2 separate regions of the Callithrix jacchus genome follow, and region 1 is linked to region 2. A link is a contact called in public Hi-C data. All regions are on one chromosome and are shown on one strand. Each heading gives the region's core, a stretch centred on a gene start, on an enhancer-like site or on the middle of the called end of the contact. The rest is flanking DNA. Distances are from core to core; before and after follow the strand shown.

Region 1 (4,398 bases), core at 1,254-3,753, 510 kb after region 2:
AAACTTCAGCTCCAAAATCCTTTCTGTAAAATATAAAACAAGCTCTTCTTCTTAACAGATGACCCCCAACTATTCTCTCATTCAAAGACTAAACATCAAACACTGTACCATCAATCATAAAAATCATGTACTTTTAAATCACTTTATGACTTATAAGGACCATCCATATACATTATTGCAGTTGATCTTCACAAGCCTGGGGTAGTAAAGAAAGTATTTTAATTCCCATTTTGCAGATGATATGGGTAATTATTATAATTTGATTGTGAAAAGTGTATTAATCCACATCATAATTTTGAAGCCTGTTTTTTCTATTCTCCAACATTTCCACCTTTATTTCTATGTCACAATTCTTGAAGGGATGCTTATCAAAATCATATGCTAAGCTCAAATATAACCATCTTTTAAAAAAGCAAAGGGGTCTCACCTATATTACAAAATTGTTCTTCTGTTTTTTTCCCACGGTACCTATTATTATTTTGTCTGTTTCTACAAAAGAAGGAAATAGAAGCAATATATTCTAAATACCTACTCACTATCAGGCATTATATTACTCACCTCTATCTGTAATTTCATTTACCTCCCCACAACTCTGTTCCCTGAGAACAATAATTGTTCCCATTTGACAAATGGAAGCTAAAGAAAACTTGACAAATAAAAAATTAAACCTCAGCAAAATAAACTAACTTATTCAACATTGGAAGCAAGAGGATCAGGATTCAAATCCAGATTTTCCAAGTCTACTATATCCATCTTCCTCTCAAATAAACATTGATAACTTCGATCACCAAAGAGAAAAACATCCAGGTGATTTTTTAAACTGTATATCTTATAAAATTTGAACAGACAAAAAGTAGTGAATTTAAACAAATGACTGTTTTATCACTAGAAACAAACTGGACTATTGCTGGCCTACTGCTGAACCCGGGCTGAGTGAATCACTAGTCAAATGTTCAAGGGAACAACCTCGCTTGAAACAAAGTTACTTGAAACAACACTTGAAAAGTGACAACAATCCATTCTAATTTAGCAACTGTCGTGACTTTAGGATGATACCTTAGGGAATGAATTATCTTTATTTACAGGGGGAGAAAATTCTCTTTATTATTTATTTTTTGACAGTGCAGTTTCAAGCAGTATTAAAATCAATTTCAACCGCGAGGAGGTATGACTTCTCTAAAAAAAAAGTGGGGGGGGGGGTGGTAAAGAATACACCGACTCCAAAATCAGAGGTCACTTAGCCAAAAACACTGGTCCTTTCGTGCAGAGAATCAGGTACATGGACAGTGGTCACCACCAGTAGTAACTCTTACGCATGGCAGCACTATAATACACCCCAGATATGCAAATATTTACGGTGGTCAGAGTCTCCTGAATGCTGCTTCTGCAATTTGTATTTCCTGATTTTGACATATTGCAAAAGGAAAATGCAAAATTACAATTTTTGCAAGGGTCTGCTACTCCGAAATAAAGTTACATAAGGTCCTTTGATGGGAGGCCTGGGGAATACAAAGACGTCTAAAGCACCATCCAGGTTCTTGCAATTAAAATGAGATGACAAACACGGAAACATGTGCCCTGCTGACGTCATGGAACGGAAAGGGGTGGCATCCTGCTGCGTCACGTCAACGTCATGAAGCGCACGAGGGAAGTTATACTGGAGAAGCAATTTCCCCAAGGGGCAACATTCGAGAAAAACAAGTTACCTCAGACCCGAAGAATGACCACTCTACTCTAGGGGACGACTTAAAAGGGACACTCTCCCGTCTCCCAAACTGTATGATTCCCCTAATCAGGAAATAAGGAACTAATACTAGGGCTTTATAGGGACTACGGGATGAGCCAGATATGGAGAAAGAGACGCCTCTGGCCTTGGGGGCTCGTTCTTGAGGGGATCAGCGTGATGGGGATAAGAAGGGCATCTTTGGAACAGGGGCCTTCCCCATAGGAAGAGGAGTCGAGTCCTCTGGCCATATTTAAACCACGGTTTTCCATGCCACCTGTGCGACTTGGGATCCAACCTCCCCGCACCAGCCCCAGTCCAGGTACCTGGAACTTAGTCCGATCGGTAACCGGCGACTACGTGGGGTACAGGTACCCGAGCGCGCCCCCGACCGACGCACCGACCTGCGCGCGCGCCGCGGGCCGGATGCGTGCGCACTCCCCGGACGTCCCGCCCCGCCCCCTCTGCGCCCTGGAGCAGGGCAGCGTGCGCGCCCCCGCGCCGCGCGGAGCCGGGCACTCAGAAAGGCGTCCCAGTAGTGCCTGACAGTTCTTCCTCAGCGCCTGCCCCGTGCGTGGCTAAGAGCGCGGAGTCTCGCCATATTAGAAGGGCTCTGTTACGTGAGGCTGTGCACGGAAACTATTCCGGGAAGAAGAGGGGTACTTGGTGGGCGGGGTAATTTCGGGCAGTCAGGTGGGCGACCCGCGTAGGCGTGTGAAAAGCCCGCGTCGTTAGGGAGGGCAGGAGCGGCGTCTCTGGTTACTGGATCGGGCAAAGGGCAGAGGTCAGCGTCCAGGTTGGACAGCAGCACCTTTGAGCGATGGCGGCGTCTGGGGAACCCCGGAAGCAGTGGCAGGAGGAGGTGGCGGCGGTGGTAGTGGTGGGCTCCTGCATGACCGACCTGGTCAGGTTAGTCCGGGGCCAGTACTCAGTCTGCGGCTCGGGGGAGGAGTAGAGCCGTGCGCTCTGCGCCCAGCGGAGCTCTTGGGCGCTGGGTCTCCAGGGATGGACAGTGCTAGCTTTGGGTATGAGCTGCAGGTTTTCGCAGCCCTCAGCCTGCCTTCCCGGCGTGGAAGAATTTGAGTCTGTAAAGGTAAATGTCAGGGGAGAGCACATAAGAGGCCAGGGTTTAGTGAAAGCTCTAACATTACTAAAAGCGCCCCCCACAAAAGACCTACCCTCCAAAGACTTGCGCCCCCAAAGACCTTTCTTGGCCCGGCTGCTGAGCCTTTCCCCAAATGAGCCAGGGGACTTTGCCCACGTCATTTTATCTCCGAGAATGTGCCTACCTCATAGGGATATTGTGAGGACTAGATGTAGTAAAGTGTTTCGTCAAGCCTAACATTATCCAAATTGAGTATTATTCGTCTGAGCTTATTGTATAAAATAATGAATCGAACAGAAGTCAAAAAGACTGTCACCTTTCACCATGTTGATTAAATACTGCAGTATTTTATGTTTACATCGTATTTTTCAGCAAGCCAACTATGAATCAAAATGAAAACAAACAATATGTACAACCACCAAAAATTATGACCAAATTATGATAGAAAATATGCCAAATAAAGATTGTTAGGTCAGTAAGACTGAGTAGACAGATCCTTCTGATTTAACTTTTTTAAAATTAAGTAATGTCTGTTCATTGTAAAAGTAGTAATAAATTCAGATATTCCAAGAAAATCCTACCACTCCAGTTACTGCAGTTCAGTCTTTTGATGAATATCTTTTCAGATGTCGTTCTATACTACAGTAACACCTCATCTGTCCTGAAATGTTGCTTTTCCAAAGGGCAATAGAGAATGTGGAGCTAAAGAAAAAGGCGTTGGGGCAATCAAAATAAGTCACCAAATTGCTGCATCAAACCACCTGTATTCTACTCAGAAAATAGTTCTAGGGTCTTCATGTAACCAATTTAATCTTACCTTAAGATATTTGTAGGCTGTGTTATCAAATTTCTACTGAGATTAGAAAAGTGACAGTAGAGAGGAGTAACTGCTAGAGGCAGTTATAGTGACTGATGAAAACTTGAGGGTGAGTAGGAGACTGTGTAACAAGAAGAAGCAACAAAAGAGTTTTAAATACAAATGACCTAATAAATAAATACCAATGACCTTTATTTTTCCACAAGTATTTGAACTATTTTGTCAGACAATGGGGCAAGATAAAAATACTTTCCTTTGGTGACAGAGCATAAAACTCAATCTAGTTGGAGACATTTGTTGAAGAGACTGGTACATCCTTTTCTAGAGCAGGAGTCAGTCAGCTTTCCTGTAAAGGGCCAAATAAATATTTGAGGTTTTGCAAGCCATGTATGATCTAGGTCACATTTTTTAGCGACCTTTTTAAAATGTAAAAATTATTCTTATCTCCCAGCCTTACAAGAACAGCCTGCAGGCCATAGTTCACAGACACCTATGTAGAAAGAATAGCACTGTGCTTACAACACAATATAGCAATTGATTTTACTTGCGATGACTCTTTTCAAGAAAAGATTGTATAGTACTTATTAAATTTTATATAAAAATAGGGCATGTATTTCACTTTAAAAATAGTTTCATCAAAAATATATAAAGTTTAGTAACATAGAGGAATAAACCTTCAGTAAACCTTCATCTAAAATTATTCATTCCATGGAAGATCCACCTAGCTGAATGTTTACCATAATTTTATACGTG
Region 2 (4,220 bases), core at 784-3,283:
CACCCCTCCCTGGAAGCCCACCCAGCCCCTTCTAGAGGCCAAGGCCACCGCGTTAGGGAGCATCTCTTGCTGCAGCCAACTTTGCTAGACTCCACAGATGCTGACAATGGTGGGCTTCACGTCGTATTGAGTCTGCATTAACCCAGCTCTCTCGAGACAGAGCGGGTGGAGGAGCTGCAGCAGAGGGCAGGAACGCCATCAGCACCCCCCTCCACCCCCAGCAGCACCTTCCTGGTATTTATAAACACACAGATCACACGCACAATCCCTCCAGTGCAAACCAGTCCGGCTGCTTTAGAAACAAGTTGTTTTCTGCTTCCAGAACCACCCAGGAGCCTGCGTGATGTCTCTTCCCCCACCTGACCCCCTCTTCTCTCTGCCGGCCTCCTTGCTCCAGGTACCCCCAGACCCTCAAGGTGCTCCTTCGTTCCTGGGGGAGAGGGGCAGTGCAGGCTCCTGCCCCTGACCCTTACAGAAGACGGGCAGGCACGGGCACACAGGCGGCAGGAGCCAATCAAGGCTGGCTTTTTCCTTCCTGACCTTCGCACCTGATTCCCAGAGCGGCAGCCCTCGCCCTCACTCGTTACTTGAAGGAGTCCAACCATGTTTCTGGGTCCCCAACCCCTTTCAGAAAGGAGCTAAGACTGATGGAGACCGGGGAGGAGAGGAAGAGAACTTTCCAGAAGGAATACAGTCCCAGGATGTCCAGAGGTGCCAGTGGGTGCAAAGATTTTCTTGTCTGTCCACCACCCAGAAAGAAGGCGCGGGGGGTGGAGGAGTGGGGAGAGAGGGTAGTTCTTGGAGGGAGGTAACAGGCTCCTGGTAGGGGGTCTACAATTCCAGGAGTTTGTCTGGGTAAAATGTAATGGGGGGGAGGGTGTTGTCTCTTCAAGCCCACTCACCAGTCCCCTAGTTTAAAAGGGCAGGGGGGAAGGGCAGGACGAAAATCCAGAACTTAACAACGGTGGCTGGTAGGTATTTTCTCGCTAAGAAAAGGAAAAGAAAGCAAAAGAGGGCAGTGGCTGCGAGAGGAGGGCAGGGGTCCGCCCGCGCCGCCAGGTGCACCGGGGCCCGCACCTACCTGCTGGCCGCCGCCGCCGCTGGGGTAGGACTCGGCGTGCGCAGGAGAGCCGCTGCTGCCCCGGGACGAGGTGTCAAAGTTCCCGGGATAATCCTGGTACATGATCCGCGGTGGGGGCCGGAGAGGAAACAGGGTGTTTTTCTTCCCCCGCCCTCGCCGCGGCCGCGCACCAACTGCTGCGCGCTCTGTCGTCCGCCTGCCGCGCCGCGGGCTCTGAGCTTCGCTCCTGGGTTTCTCCCCCTCCGCGGCGGACGAGGACAGGGAGGCGGCGACACCCCGAGAACTGCGTCCCCCGAGCGCCTCTTACGGCACTTCTTTCCGGCTCTGCGAGCGCCGCGGGAACAGTTGTCCACCCGGTCCCTCCCTCTAAAAAGTCGGCGCGTCTCTCGGTCCCTCCCCTGCGCGCGCCCTCACGCCCCCGCGAGCAGCCGGAGCTCAGCCGGGACCCACGGCCCAATCAAAAATTGGAAATTAAAAAAGACTGGGAGCCCGGCGAGCCTGGCCTGCCAGCCCCAGGGACCCCCCCTCCGCCCCGATTTCAGACAGGGTCAAAAAGGCGGAAAGAAACGCTGTCCGCTGGGAGAAACTTGTTTCTTCCTTTTAGAAAAGGAGCCGGCGAATAAACTTCCCGTGGCCAACTCGCCGCCGGAGTTTCGGGGCTGCTCGGACACTTGACTAGGAGAAAGCCGCGCGCGCCTGTCCCGCGGCCCCGAGTGCGCCAGGGGAACAGCGGCCCGTGGGGTTGAAGCTGAGTTGGCGCTGAGAGGGACGCGGCCCCACTCCCCGCTCCGGCGCCCGGACCTGCACCCCTTCCCTGGCGCCCGCTCCCGGACCGGCCCGCCTCGCCGGGCCGCGCCTCTCTCTCCCTCTTTCGGTCCCCGCCGAGCGCCGCTCGTTCGCTCGCTCGCTGGTTAGCTCCGAGCCCTAGAGCTCTGCCCGAGATGAGTCACTACAATGGCACGAGTTCAACTCCACACTCTTTATTCTCCAGCCCTGTACCATGTGGATTCACTCACGTCAACCCCAGACTCCACCTTGAGGGAGGAGCGCACGAGGAGGCGGGGGGAGGAGGCCGAGAGGAGGAAGAGGCGCGGGAGGGGAGGAGGCCAGCGCAGCGCTCCCCTCCAGGCTCCGGCTCCCGGCCGCGCTGACGCCAGCCGCGCGCTACGCGCGAGGAAGCCAGGCGGTGGCCCGGGCTGGAGCTGGCGGCCCGCACGGTTCGGGGGCGCAGAGGCAGCCCCGACCCTCCAGCGCCCCCTGCCTACCCTCCGGGCCCAGCGCCCTTGGTCTGTTCCATTGGCGCACGTTGCCAAAGATGGTCATTTGCGTTAGAGGACGCGAGTGCGGGTTTCCTCGCTTTCGGGTGACGTGGAGGGAGAGGGATTCCCTCGCCCGCTCCCGAGTTCGCTGCGGCCTCTCCCCCACCCTCGGAAGGGGCGCGGGGCGGGGCCCCGAGAGCGGCCGCGCGGGTCTCGACTCTAGGTTTTAGAAAATAATCAGCCCTGACGGCGAGATGGGCGGCTCGGTGCGGCACCACCGGGAAGCCGGGAGCCTGGCGCGCAGAGCCGCTTGCAGGGAGGTGGCGGCCGCGCGCGGTCGTAGGCGCCCTCCGCGGCGCCGCCGAGCGCAGCGGGCGCCCCGGGCGCGCAGGGTGCCCGCGCCGCCCTGCGGCCCGGTCATTGCTGGGCGCGGCGCCGCCGGGCGGGGCTGGCCTGCCTATTTTTCCCTCCGTGGCGGGCTGCGTGCTGCTTCCCTTTTTGTTTTTTGTTTTTCATTTTTTCGTCGTACAGTTAATTCGTTAGGAATAGCCTTGAAGATAAAATTAACCAGTCAAGACATTCCGGCCGCCCTCTACGCGGGCAACTAGGACGCATCTAATAAGAGTAATTGGGCGTTTACAAGCAAACTCGACTGTTAGGAATTTAAAAAAAAAAAAAAAAAGGTTGCCAATGAGAGGGTGTGCCCCAACGTTGTCGTCTTCAGCTGTTTTGGAGCGAAGTTCAGGGCGCGGGTAGCCGGACTCTAGGGTCCCCCTCCCTCGCTGGGCGGGGCTGGGAGGGGCGCGGCACAGGGTACCAAGCACAGACCTAGAAGCAGGGACGCCTGACTACGCTATTTACGAGCTGTGAGATCTTGGACGAATTCCTTGACGTCTCTGGGCCTCAGTTTCCTCCTATAAAGCGAAGGCGTTGGGCGACATGACCTAAGGCCCTTCTCTGCTCTGGAGCTCCAATCCTTCTGCTGAGATTATTGTGCGCATGGAGAAGTAGTACTGTAGCAAAAGTCAGGGAACTTAGGTTCTGGCCCAGGGTCTGTGTAAGCCTCAGTTTACCCAATTCTTAAGTAGCGCCAGGCATCTGTACCCCACAGGGTCCTTATGAGGGCCCAACGTTAAGAGTTGTTGAGAGTCCATTGCGGACAACTCGATGTGCACCGTCACACAATTTCAGTCCTCAGTTTCTTTATCTGTAAAGTGGGGGTGTTGATAGAAAAGAAAAATAGAGCCGGGAACGCGAAGCTTTCCTGGGGCTCTATATAAAGCGCTGGCATTTCCGGGACTGCTGGCGGCATCTGGCCGCCTCAAGGGCCCCAAGATACGGTAATCCCAAACAATACTCGGGGTCATTGTTTATAGCTATAAAACACATTCTGTCCTGAACACTATCCCCAAGGACACGCGCGCGTGCGCGACGAAGCTAGGCCAACCAGACTCCTCGCACCTCCGCTGCTGCCCGCTGGGCAGAGTCCCCAGCTCCGCGGGCCCAGGCGAGGGCTATGGGGCAGGCGAACGCGCAAGCCAGCCGTGGGTGATTTGCTTCCACCCCACCTCCCCCACGCCCATCCTTGAGTCCTGGCCTGCCTGGGTGTTTACGCGCCTCTCCCAGCAGGACTGAGTAAATGCAGTCCTTTGACGCAAAACGAATCAGCCCTTCCCCAGCGGCAGCAGCGAAACCCAGAAAACTGGGGGTGGGGTGAGGACGGGAGGGGCGCAGAAGAAATCGTGACACTTTCCCACTCGCTTCTCAGCCCCTCCCCGGGCCACGCGGGCCTCAGGCTGCCTTAGCCAAGTCTTGGGGGCTGCAAAGGGAGGCGCGGCCAAAGCGCTCTGGGCCCTCCCAGTAGCGACCGCGTGTCTGAG

Evidence for each region. Hi-C and Micro-C count contacts between places; a contact is called where the count stands out from the background.
Region 1: a contact with region 2 is called in a Hi-C map of skeletal muscle, with 4 times the contacts expected there. The contact joins the promoter of RBKS here to the promoter of FOSL2 in region 2. A contact is called at or near these places in 2 of 3 Hi-C or Micro-C datasets (both in skeletal muscle).

What each region holds. Positions count from the first base shown.
Region 1 is chr14:87,161,071-87,165,468 of calJac240_pri, forward strand. RBKS (ribokinase) reads left to right here and starts at 2,504. Exons shown (of 9, transcript XM_017964448.4): 1 at 2,504-2,632. The coding sequence starts at 2,544. It overlaps BABAM2 (BRISC and BRCA1 A complex member 2), which reads right to left and starts at 2,170. Exons shown (of 13, transcript XM_017964446.4): 1 at 2,050-2,170.
Region 2 is chr14:86,655,141-86,659,360 of calJac240_pri, forward strand. FOSL2 (FOS like 2, AP-1 transcription factor subunit) reads right to left here and starts at 2,034. Exons shown (of 4, transcript XM_035272949.3): 1 at 1,082-2,034. The coding sequence starts at 1,183.